3 separate regions of the Mus musculus genome follow, and all the other regions are linked to region 3. Evidence: chromatin contacts called from public promoter capture Hi-C data. All regions are on one chromosome and are shown on one strand. Each heading gives the region's core, a stretch centred on a gene start, on an enhancer-like site or on the middle of the called end of the contact. The rest is flanking DNA. Distances are from core to core; before and after follow the strand shown. Region 1 holds the start of Clptm1l (CLPTM1-like). Region 2 holds the start of Cep72 (centrosomal protein 72). Region 3 holds the start of Arsk (arylsulfatase K).

What was found. Promoter capture Hi-C pulls out the DNA fragments that hold promoters and counts their contacts.
Region 1: a promoter capture Hi-C map of liver shows a contact between it and region 3, with 4 times the contacts expected there. The contact joins the promoter of Clptm1l here to the promoter of Arsk in region 3. A contact is called at or near these places in 3 of 39 promoter capture datasets (liver and pre-B cells) and 1 of 9 other capture datasets (liver).
Region 2: a contact with region 3 is called in a promoter capture Hi-C map of pre-B cells, with 2.3 times the contacts expected there. The contact joins the promoter of Cep72 here to the promoter of Arsk in region 3. A contact is called at or near these places in 3 of 39 promoter capture datasets (liver, pre-B cells and second pharyngeal arch cranial neural crest), 2 of 484 Hi-C or Micro-C datasets (CD4 T cells and pre-B cells) and 1 of 9 other capture datasets (liver).

Annotation. Positions count from the first base shown.
Region 1 is chr13:73,602,718-73,606,255 of GRCm38.p6, reverse strand. It overlaps Clptm1l (CLPTM1-like), which reads right to left and starts at 2,254. Exons shown (of 17, transcript NM_146047.2): 1 at 1,857-2,254; 2 at 1,226-1,326; 3 at 1-34. The coding sequence starts at 2,018.
Region 2 is chr13:74,060,643-74,064,514 of GRCm38.p6, reverse strand. It overlaps Cep72 (centrosomal protein 72), which reads left to right and starts at 2,230. Exons shown (of 12, transcript NM_028959.3): 1 at 2,230-2,331. The coding sequence starts at 2,253.
Region 3 is chr13:76,097,109-76,101,241 of GRCm38.p6, reverse strand. It overlaps Arsk (arylsulfatase K), which reads left to right and starts at 2,582. Exons shown (of 8, transcript NM_029847.4): 1 at 2,582-2,868. The coding sequence starts at 2,734. It overlaps Ttc37 (tetratricopeptide repeat domain 37), which reads right to left and starts at 2,508. Exons shown (of 44, transcript NM_001081352.2): 1 at 2,413-2,508; 2 at 1,802-1,871.

The DNA of each region.
Region 1 (3,538 bases), core at 1,005-3,504, 2.5 Mb after region 3:
TCTTGTTTTCTTTGGTACAGAAACATTAACTGTCCTAAAACAGAAGAGTCATTTTAAACATGCATATGTTTAGGTTCCATGCTTAGTACATAGCCCAGACAGTCCTCAAACTCAAGTTCTTCCTGCCCCAGCTTCCCAAGGAGCTGGGATTAAAGGTGTGCACCACCATCCTGTTTTACATAGTTTATACACATGTCAGCTAATCATCACTTTAGATTTACACAATCTAATTTTAGTTCAGAACTGCTAAAAATGAAACCCACCTGCCTTGTGACTTTACTGACGTCAGAACACTACTGTGTCCTAAGCACTATGAAAGTTACAACACTCCCCACCTCTGTTAGAGCCTCAGACTACAATTTGCTTTAAAAGGCATGGTGGGAACTGCTACAGAAGCACACAGGGTGTAGACTCCTCTAAAGCTTCTAAAAAGAGTTGTTTCCACTGGGGAACTAAGAGGGCTCTGAATACACAGGTGCTGTCTCTACGGACTATTCTGCTGTGGTGTTTCTGGCGGGTACAAACAGACGTGGAGCTCAGGACCAGGACCACTCATGCTTCTTCAACTTCTTCCAGGCTCTAAAATGAATGTTTCACTATCTATCCTGGCACAGGGTGATGAATAGGAGGCGGGATTTGCCCCTATAAAACTAGTGAATGGCACCAGGACGTCCAACCTCCATTTCAAGAGGATGGGCATGGGTAGTTAATAACTACCCTAGGGCCACAGGCTAATAGGCATGGACAGTGATGCACTGGGTGGGAGCTAAAGACTGGTTGGCTAGTGAGCTTGATACCTGTTGGGCAGTACAGGATCTTGATTGGATGAGCAATTTTACAAATTTTATTTGAACTTTTGCACGTTAAAATCATATGTCAAATGCTAAGCCATGTTAATTCCCAAAAGTTACTGTATATAGCTGAGCATTGAGATTTATATTCTAATGCCAAAGGTCACTTACTTGTAAGTAACAAGTGAACTAACTACTCTTACTAGGTAGGCCAATGTATCATTCCTTGGGAGACTACATGGGCTGTAGTAAACCACGCTGCCCTTAGATTGCAGTAAAAGCTACTTGCTAAGTGACAAACACCTGTTACTTTCAGCTTGACTGTTTACACAGACCCTAGACAGGAGTGCTTCTATAGGATGTCCTCACTCTACATACAATGCTATCCATGACATCCTGGAACCCATCTCTGGCAATCTGTCCCACATCCACACCTTTCAAATTTGGAATCCACATCAAAGTCTTCCACGTTCAAGATCAGGTCCACATTGTTCTCTGCACCAAGGCTGGACCGTGTGGTGGTGTAAACACTCAGCTGGAAAGAGTGAGCAAGAATGAATAGCCAAAAGGTCCTGATAGAAAACATGTAACTATTGTGAGAGGGTAGCAATCTGAGGGCTACCTCTCAGAGGGTGAGCTTGGGCAAGATGGCCTGTGTGACACTGCTGTGAACAAGGAACCTAACTGTAGAGCTGACCTGTCCGGAATTCCCACTAGAAGCAGGAAGTGACACAGGTGATAAGAGGGCAGAGCTAGCAGCCTGACTCCCATATGGCTGGAGATCTCCTGTTAACTTCCACTGGGGTCCCGTTAGGAAACACGTGTAGGGCAACTGGATCTCAGTTATAATCGGGGTAGGGCAGAGCACCAAGGGGTAACAAGAGAGCAGCAGAGAACAGAGAAGTCTCAACTCCAGCTCTCACTGCCACCTAACCAGAACATTGGACAGTGACATCAGTGATAAGGGGCAAAACTGGTAGCCCGAAACCCTCTGACCAGTGCCAGTAGGGGGTGGGTGGTAGCACCCGGCCGGGAGGCGCCTTCTTAGGGCTCCCGGACGCTCACCTGCAGTTTGGGCCGCAGGGCCAGATAGGGCTGGATGCAGTTGGAGTCACCCGAGCACGGACGGGTATAGACGATACCGTACATGACCCAGCAGGTATGCACCACGTACACCAGGAACACGCCCACCACCAAGCTGGTAAAAGAGCTGCGGCCGCTCCACATGGCGCCGCAACCTGCGGGCCGAGCGCCGCCGCCGCCCGCCGCTCACGGGAGAGCCGCTGCGCGCCACCGCCACCGCCGCGGGGAAACCAACGCGCCTCGCGCGGGCCGCCGGCCGCCCCGCATGCTCCCGATAACCCACACCCGGCGCTGGGGGATTGGCCGGATTTGCCGGCCACCGCTTCCGGGAACCGAGCAGCTGGCGGAAGTGGACGCGCACGGCCCTCTGGGAGCCAGACGCTCCGCCACGCACTCGCAACCTCACGACGACCGCACGACCGGCGCGCGCGCGTGACGTCAGCCTCTTGCGCCGTACTCCCGGCATGCCTGTGGGAGCCCAGGTCCGCCACCAACCTTGGCGGCACCCGGTTCTTGGAAATTTTTTCTTTGCGTTGCTCTTCTTAAGGCCCTGTGCAGCCTTACGGCGGCGCCCCAGGATGATGGCGGGGACGACCCTGATCCTGGCTCTTCAAAGTCTAGGGGAGCGTCCAAAAGTTAAGAAAACACGGAGGAGACTCAGGAAACTCAAATACCGATTTCTCGGGTGTGAGGTTACTGTGTTGATAACATGCAGTTCAAGATGGCCAGAAAAGGTCAAAAAGAGTTTTTACAGGTCACTTGCCCCTTTTGTCAGAAGAATAAGTTCCTTTGCGGTAATATAAATCTTAATCCTGGCTAACATGCAAAGGTAGGTTATATCTCAAGAAGATCTTTTTCCCGGACTTCCCATTACTCATTCAGATAAAACCATCTGGGTTCTTAAATTTATTTATTCACTTTACATCCCGATGTCAGCCCCTACTCTCCTCTTATCCTCTCCCCTGTCCCCTCTCCCCTTCTCATCTCAGAAGGGGGTAGGCCACTCAGATAAACCATCGGAGTCCATTAATTGTTCACTTTACGTCCTGATGCCAGCCCCTACTCTCTTCCCTACTCCCTCTCCCCTTCTCTGAGAAGGGGAGGCTCCACTGGGTACCAACCCACCCCTGGCACATCAAGTCACTGCAGGACTGGCCACATTCTCTCCCACTGAGGCCAGACAAGGCAGCCTAGTTAGGGGAACGGGATCCACAGGTAGGCAACACTGGGACAGACCCGGGTCCATTTGTTGGGGAACTTGAATGAAGACCAAGCTGCACATCTGCTATATATGTGTTGGGGTGGGGTGTAGGTCCAGTCCATGTATGCTCTTTGGTTGGTGGTTTAGTCTTTGGGAGACCCCCAAGGGCCCAGGTTAGTTGACTCTGTTGGTCTTGTGGACTCCTGTCCCCCCCAGATCTCAATTCTTGCTCCAACTTTTCTATAAGACTCCCCAAGCTCTGTCTAATGTTTAGCTGTGGGTCTCTGTATCTGTTTCAGTCAGCTGCTGGGTAGAGCCTCTTAAGAGGACAGTTATGCTAGGCTCCTCTCTGCAAGAATAACAGAGTATCAGGTTCTTCTGGCCTTCATTTTAATCTTCTTAAATATTTCTTGGTTTAGGGTATACACAGTTTCTAGAGTGAAGTGGCCAGTGCTGTGACAGC
Region 2 (3,872 bases), core at 981-3,480, 2.0 Mb after region 3:
CTTTACCCCTCCCTCTACCCTTATTCCTGCTTCACTCCTTGAGATGGCAATGGTTTTTGCCTTCAAGGGTGACAGCCATTCTGCATTCAGCCACAGCTTTATATTTCTCTCATACAGCCCCTGCTTCAGTCTCCTCCTGATGGCTCTGACTGCTTGCTCGCGATCCTTTGTCTACACTACTGGGTTCTAACATTAGTCTGGGGATATGCAGTCAGAGCCAGCGCCTCTAGCAACTATGTGCCTTGCACCAGTGGGAGGTCCACCTATGAGCATGGAAGCATTCTTTTCAACATTGCCAACAGGCTGGTGTGGCTCCTGATTGACTTTAGGAGGAAGTACTGTGGTATGCACATAAGCCCAGCTTTTGTAACAGGAAGGAGAGATCTAACTAGCTAAGGAAACATACTAGAGTATTGCCCCTACAAGAGAATGAGGAGCGCTAACAATGTCATGTCACCCATAGCTCTAAGAGGCCCACTGAGGATGCAGGGCCCTCCTCCTATCTAAAACTCTCAGTCTTGATGGCACCTCCTCCTTTTACTCCCTATGGCCAAAGACAGTCATGGAGAAAGGCAGAAACCCTCAGGGGCCAGCTTGAACCTATATTTTCTTCAGGCACATATGGGTGGGTCAGCCTCAGGCTGCCCTGCCTCCCTCCTGGTCTTTTTGAAGATGACTATATATTTTGTGCCCACATGTTTAGAGATTCAGGCTGGAGAGTGAAAGCCTCCATGGAAGATCCTAGAAAACCACAAGGGGTATCAGGTAGAAAGAGCCAGAGAGGCCTCCTCTGCTCCCACCAATGTCCAGCTGGCCTAGGTTGTGGGTCTTAAGCAGCACATGTTTTGGCATGTCCTACAGAGAGAGCATACAAAAAGAAGCACAAGCCTTATACATGGCAACAGTGGCTCTTCTTACCCCATCTCAGACAGCTGATGAATGCCAAGGTTGGGAGCAGCATGGGGGGGGGGTGTGTATGTGAGATCAACAGAATGTTCTGGGTAGGACTGCCTGCCAACTCTCCAGGTAGTAGGGAAGACCAGGCTGTGGGACTCCAGCTAAGGAAGGTTCCTGCTAACCTCCAGGTCTAGTTGGGAAAGCTTTATGAACTATGAGGCAGAAGGGATTGTTCCTGATGTGACCCAGCCTGGCTCATCATCTCTATCTCCGAGTCACAACACTGTTCCTTGCTCTGTGTCTTCACCAGCACCAAATCAAGTTCAAGTGCTGCTGGCTCACTCCTAAACACCTCAAATGGAACTTAAGGACATAAAACAGCTTAAATGCATGTAGGTTTGGCCACAGTCTAATGTTACCACGGCAGATGGTATTTAATAAACCACCGGAAAGAGTACTTGGTAGTAATTAATCATTAGCATAACCTTTTACTGAGGCTTGTAAGAAATCATAGGCTTGTAGGAATCTTTGCAGGGTGCAAAGCTAATCCTTGTCCCTCTTTCTTCAGTGAAGATGTAAAACGTTAGTAAACAGAAACGTTACTTCCCAAGTTTCTACTGGCACTTTCATTGCAGTAGAAAAGCTGGTCTTGGGTCTGTCCCTGACAGACCATCCGTCTCCCCAAGGTCCCACTTGGACTCTGATCTTGGTCAGAGAAAATAGAATAAGAGAGGGTGATTGAAATCTGTGTTGTGTCCTGAGGCGCCACATGTCTTAGATGGCAAGCATACAAGCCTTAATTTGCTTCTGAAAAGCTTAGTTATCTCTCCAATGCCTGGAAGTTATTAGTAGACCCCAGGTTTGATGAAAGGACTTTCAATGTGTCTTAGTTAGGAGAAATTTTTTTTTTTTTTTTTTTTTTTTTTTGCACACAGCCTGTCTCTCCAGCCACATGATGAGAACTTTTGGAAGTGCGTGGGGGTTGGCGGGGGGGGGGGGGGGGAGCATCTCAGGGGCTGGGACAGGAAGAAACCTTAGGAGAGAAGGCTCCTGGAGGGAGTAGGAAATGAATGGAAGTGGGAGTAGGTGCGAATGCCCCGGGCACTAACAGCTGTTTCCACAAACCGCACTGAACGCAATGGGGTTGTCCTGGGGAGGAGCCAGAGCAGGGTGAGGTTGCACTCAGAGCTCAGCGGATTAGGATGGCTTGGGTGAACCTGTCCCAAAGAAAGTTTTAAACACAGCCGAAGCTCCGCCCACCCTCCTGGGCCCGCCCCTTGCAGGCTTGGTCCCGCCCGCCCGTTCCAGATCACGTCACAGCGCAGGCGCCGCGCGCCAGCGTCCGGTTTGAAAACATGGCGCCAGGCCAGCGGTTGGTTTTGTGTGAAGAGACTGTACGAGAGCGCAGCGGCCTGGGTCCCCACCGCGACCTGGGTGCGTGGGGGACAGACTGGGTTGGCCTGCCGGGCCTGATAGCTCTGCCTCCGTGCGAATGGCACTTGACCACAAACGGTCTCGGCCCGTGGGGCAAGGAGGCGGGGCCGGCTGGGCGGGTTTGTGGGGAAGGGCGTGGCTAAGGTCCTGGAGAGCCGGTGGACGCGGCCTGGGTTTTCTGTGGGACCGCGGTCAGGCTGAGCCCCCCGCTTCTTTTTTGCAGCAGCTTTCATCTGTCTTCCTGGGTTCCTACATGGCATTTCGCTTATGAAGATGCAGGTCTCTTTTTATATGGTTTGGACATCAAGGCCCCATTACGTTTTGAGCAAGAGATCGTGCGGAATTTGTGTTGTGATTTTTTTTTTTTCCTTTTTAACTTTTTTCCCCTGGACTTTGACAGGGAAACCACGCAGGCCTAGAATTTTCCATTGTTGAAGATTTTCGATTACCATTTTTTAAATTCGATTACGATTTTTAAACTTATAGTGGTTTCACCTAGAGTGCATTTTCGTTATCTAAATCGTTTTTTCTTGATTGTCAACCATATCTACATAGAACTGACTACAGCATTCTCTTACTATTTTATTAATGCTTGTGGGGCCTGTAGGGATATTCCCCATTTTCATAAATGGTACTTAATCTGGCTCTATCTTTCAGTCATGTTGGAGATATACGGTTTTTGGTCATGCCAAAGACACCACTTTTGGGTTGGTTGATTTGTCTTCACTGTTTTTAAATTTTACCTTTTTCTCTGTGCTTGCTTTGCATTTATTTTCCTCTTTAGATTCTAGAAGTGAAACGTGTGGATTAAAGCTTGTTTTATAATTTAAATCTCTTAATCTGTACATTTCTCTTTACGTATCACATAGCTGCACACACTAACACATTTGTTAGTGTTTATATTTCTACTGTGTGTTAAGGTACTGGAGATAGAACATAGGGCTTTGCATATGCTAAGCAAATGCCCTGTCATGGGACTTCACCCCAAACGTTTTTTTAATTTTTCAAGTGTGTTATTAAGCCAAGATGACCTTGATCTCCATTTTTAACGGAACCTGGCCTTGGAATTTTAGTCCGACACTCAAGTGGCTAGGATTGCAGGCAGTTGCCACCATGACTGGTTCTAATTTTCATTGATTTTAATATGCTTTTCAAATATCCCTTTAGGTATCTTCTTAGACCTCCAAATTATTTAGTGATTGCTCACATTTTTATTCTTTAGGGATGTCTTTTTAACGAATTATGTGTCGGGAGGTTTTCTTGTTTTTTTGTGTGTAATTCTATTATTGTCAGAGAACATACTGTGTATGATTTTGGTTCGCTTAAGTCTGCAGAGATTGTTTAATGCCCAAGAATCTGGTTTCTCTTGGAGAGTGTTCCAAGTACATGTAAAAACTGTGTCAGGTTGATTTTATTGGCTGATAGTATTCAGGTCAACCAGGAGGATTCTCTGTATAAAGACTTTGTTATTTAGTAAGAGGGTATATTAGTTGGTTTTCTCATTTCCTATGTGGGGGAAAAAAAACCGACAAGAAGCAACT
Region 3 (4,133 bases), core at 1,333-3,832:
TCAGAGTTGTTTTGATTTGGATTTTCCTTAAGACTAAGGATGTTGAACATATCTTTAATTATTCCTTGGCCATAGGAAATTCCTCTGCTGAGACCTACAATTTGTCCTGTCTCACAATTTGTCCTGCCTACCAGATGTGCAGGAGTAAAATAAAGATAAAGCAGAAATTGAGGGAATGACCACAAAATGATTGATCCAGCCTGAGACACACACCATGAGAGAGAGAGACCACCCCTGACACTATTAATGATATTCTGCTATACTTGGAAACAGGAGCCTAGCATAACTGTCATCAGAGGGGCAACTGATGGAAACAGATACAGAGACTCAAAGCCAAATATTAGGCAGAGCTTGTGTGATACTGTGGAAGAGGGGGAGAAAGAATTGTAGGAGCCAGAGGGGTCAAGGACACCACAAGAAAACCTACAGAATCAATTAACCTGGGCCTATAAGGGGCCCACTGAACCTCCAACCAGAGAGCAGGCATGGGACAGACCCAGGTCTTTGGCACATATGAAGCAGTTGTACAGCTTGGTCTTCATGTGGGACTCCTAACCGTAAAGGCTGTCTCTGACTCTGTGGCCTGTCTGTGGATCCCTTTCCCCTAACTGAGCTGCTTCATCTAGCCTCAATGGAAGAAGATGGACCTAGTCCTGTGGCAATTTTATATACCAGGGCCTGTTGATAGCCATAGGAGGCTTCCTCTTTTCTGATGATAAAGGGAGGGATGGGAAGAGGGGAGAGGAGGAAAGAGGAGGAGACTGAGAGGAGGAAAAGGAAGCTGCAGTGGCTATGTACAGGAAAATAATTAGTTAATTAAATTTAAAAGGTTAAGATTCCAGGAGAAAACAAAAAGAAGTGAAGCAACCTGCAGTAAAGCAATAACTAGCTGAAGACTAGTTAGCAGGACTGAGAAGACTACTATTGGAGAAGAAACAGGAAGGCAGGCTTTTATCAGTGTAATATCAAAGCACAATGAATTAATGAGTAGCTAAAAGCAGAAGACTGTCTTCAGCTCTAAATCAGAACTTTTAATACTTAAACCTCCACGAGTATAGAACGAGCTGCTCAGTGGAAGTTTTCCCACCAGGGAAGGTGAAGTATGGGCTGGACAAGCTAGCAGGGAGGACCTTTATATGCCCCACTTCGTGTCTGATGAAAAGTACTAGAAACCTCTTAGGTTCTAGCAGCCCTTTGAAACTGCGTCCCTAAAATACCTATTCCACCAACCTGCTACAGCGCCTGCTCTCACTGACACCGCAATTACAGAAAGAAGAAAAGGATGTGCTCTGTCCTCAGAACAAGGGCCTGCAGAAACAGAGCCTTCAAGGATCATCTGTGTTCAACGAATCATTACTATGCAAAAAAAAAAAAAAAAAAAGAATACCAAATGTAATTTTTATAAAACTAAGCACCAGTTGATATTGTTTCTGTAAAGTATGTCCTACATTCCAAATTTACTCAACACAATTCTGGGGAGTGTGCCCTGTTTAGGAGGTAATCTACTTAGATAAGCTATTGAAAAGTTATTTAACCTCTCTGTTTTCGCATCTGTAAAGTAGTCTAAGTGAAGATTAAGGAGTACATTCCACGTAAAGCATGCTACACAGTAAATATACAGTAAAGCTTAACAGACACTAAACACATACCGCTCTGTATTAGATGTGTAAGGTGTTTTATTACAATTAATCTGTACACAAGGCTGCCAGATATGAGAGTTGAGATTTTAAATAAATAGCATTACTCCTCCTTTTCCTGCCAGAAAATCAACACAAGTGGTGTAATGTACAATTATATATACCTGAAACTTATCAGTGAATAATTTGACTTGAAAATAGAAACGTGCTTCTTCCAGAATTCTCCAAAGGAATCTAGCAATCAAAAAAAGGAACAGCTGATTATTCTATACCCAACAATGTTACTCCGAGCATACATCAATTAACCGCACACTTCACACAGTCCACATCTGTACCTTTTAGAACCGGTCCCTATTGCTACTCCAAAGACAAAGAACAGCCAAGCTGTTCCGTATCTGGAACCTGAAACTTATTAGGCCCGCTCTTCAACCCACATGAGCATAATCCTTACAGGTCGGCAAACGGAGGAAATACGATGAGGGGGGCTTCCTGACTAGGGTTCCGGAACGCAGCAGAAATCCACACCACTACCCAGACCACACACGAGGTGACCTAGCCTAAAGTCCCATATAGGCACAACCCAATCCAATTCAAGTGACAGAATCACTGCCACCTCATCACCGCCAAGTTCACTTTGTCAGCGAACATTCAGCCCCGCACAAAAGGAAGACAGCCCGTAACATCACGCTCATGCTCAGTATTTTCTCCCCCTAAATACCACTTCTACTGCCTTTAGATTTCAACTTCTGCCAAAACCGAAGCGATCAGAACCCACCTGGGCATGTGGGACTGCCACAAAGTACAAGTCTGAACAACGCATGCGCGCTTCCCCAGACATCGCTTGAGTGAGAGGAACTGGCAGAGCTATCATTAGCTCGAAATTTGATTAAAACGGTCTTCACATGGGCTGAGCGCGATTGGTTTTTGCGCATGCGCCTGCCCTTGGCCTGATGGGAGGTGTAGTTTCTAGGTGCCGCTCATATTTACTTCTGTATTTGTAAGCCAAACTTCTAGTCTTGTCCCTAGAGTCCGGCCCCTGCTCATGACTGGAGAGCAGGCTACAGGAGACCCGCTCAGCAGCCGCTTCTGAACGGCCATGCCCGCGATGCTGTTGCTGTTGGTGTCGGTGGTCGCAGCGTTAGCACTCGCAGCACCGGCCCCCAGAACACAGAAGAAAAGGATGCAAGTGAACCAGGCGCCCAACGTGGTGCTGGTCGCCAGTGACTCCTTCGTAAGTACCCAAAGGACGGGGAGCAGACACCGCCCAGAGCCTGTGGAGAAACATCACAGGGAACAGGACCCTGGGGTTGAGAGGTCCCGCATGCGCACACCTGCAAGCACGCATGTGCATACTAATAAAGTAGTAGAAAGAAGCCAGTCTCTAACTCCTGGGCTTTGCTCCTTGAACTTTATTCACTAGACCAGCAATTCTCAACCTGTGGCTCTCGATCCCTTGGGAGAGGTCGAGTCACCTTTTGCAGAAGTCACCTAAGACCATCGGAAATATCAGATATTTACATTACAACTCATACCTAACAAAATTACAGTTATGAAGTGACAACAAAAATAATCGTATGGTTGGGAGAGTCACCATAATATGAGGAACTGTATTAAACTGTTGCAGCATAGAAAGGCTGAGAACCACTAATCTAGACATTCTATACTTGTGTTAGCACTGATTTAAAGAAGTTATTTGTGTATGCATCACCTTAAATTTGATTTAAATTCATATGGAAAGTGAAAGGACCTCGAATTGGGAAGGGGAAAAAAACATGAAAAAGAAGACTGATTTAAAAAAAAAAAAAAAAAGCTTTTAATTTCAAAACTAATGGTAAAGCTACAATAGCCACAATAGTACTTTACATGCAGAACAATAAATATTCAGACCAGTAGAGTAGAATTAAGAGTCCAGAAATAGTCTTATAAACAAGTAGTGCTGGAAAAGTAAATATATACATGGAAAGGAACAAAATTGGGTCCTGCCTTCCACCATGTGTAAAAACAAAAGTTAGTCAATGATTTAAATGTAAAAGCTAAGGCTATAAAACTCCTTCAAGACAATGGAAGTGTAAATTGTCATAATCTTGGTTTAGGCAATTTAAAATGAGCCAAGGATTTGAAAAGACATTCCTACACAGAATATACACAGATAGCCAATAAGCCCATCATAAGAAGCTTAGATTCATTAATCATTAGGGAAATGTAGCTCAAACCAATTGATCCCCATAAGGATAGCCAGAATCAAAAGGCATAAAAATAGGAGGAAGTCATGTGAGATGATATGGGAAGAGCCAAGGGTGGGGAGGAGGGAATGTGGAGGTAAATATGATCAGAGTATGAAACTGTTGTGCTTGGCCTGTTGTTTTTTACAGTTAATATGTCAGTTCTTTAGTACACACACACACACACACACACACACACACCATAAACAATAACCAGAGTTAATGAGAATATGGAGGAATTAGAAACCTCATACACGGCTGTTGAGATGCTTTG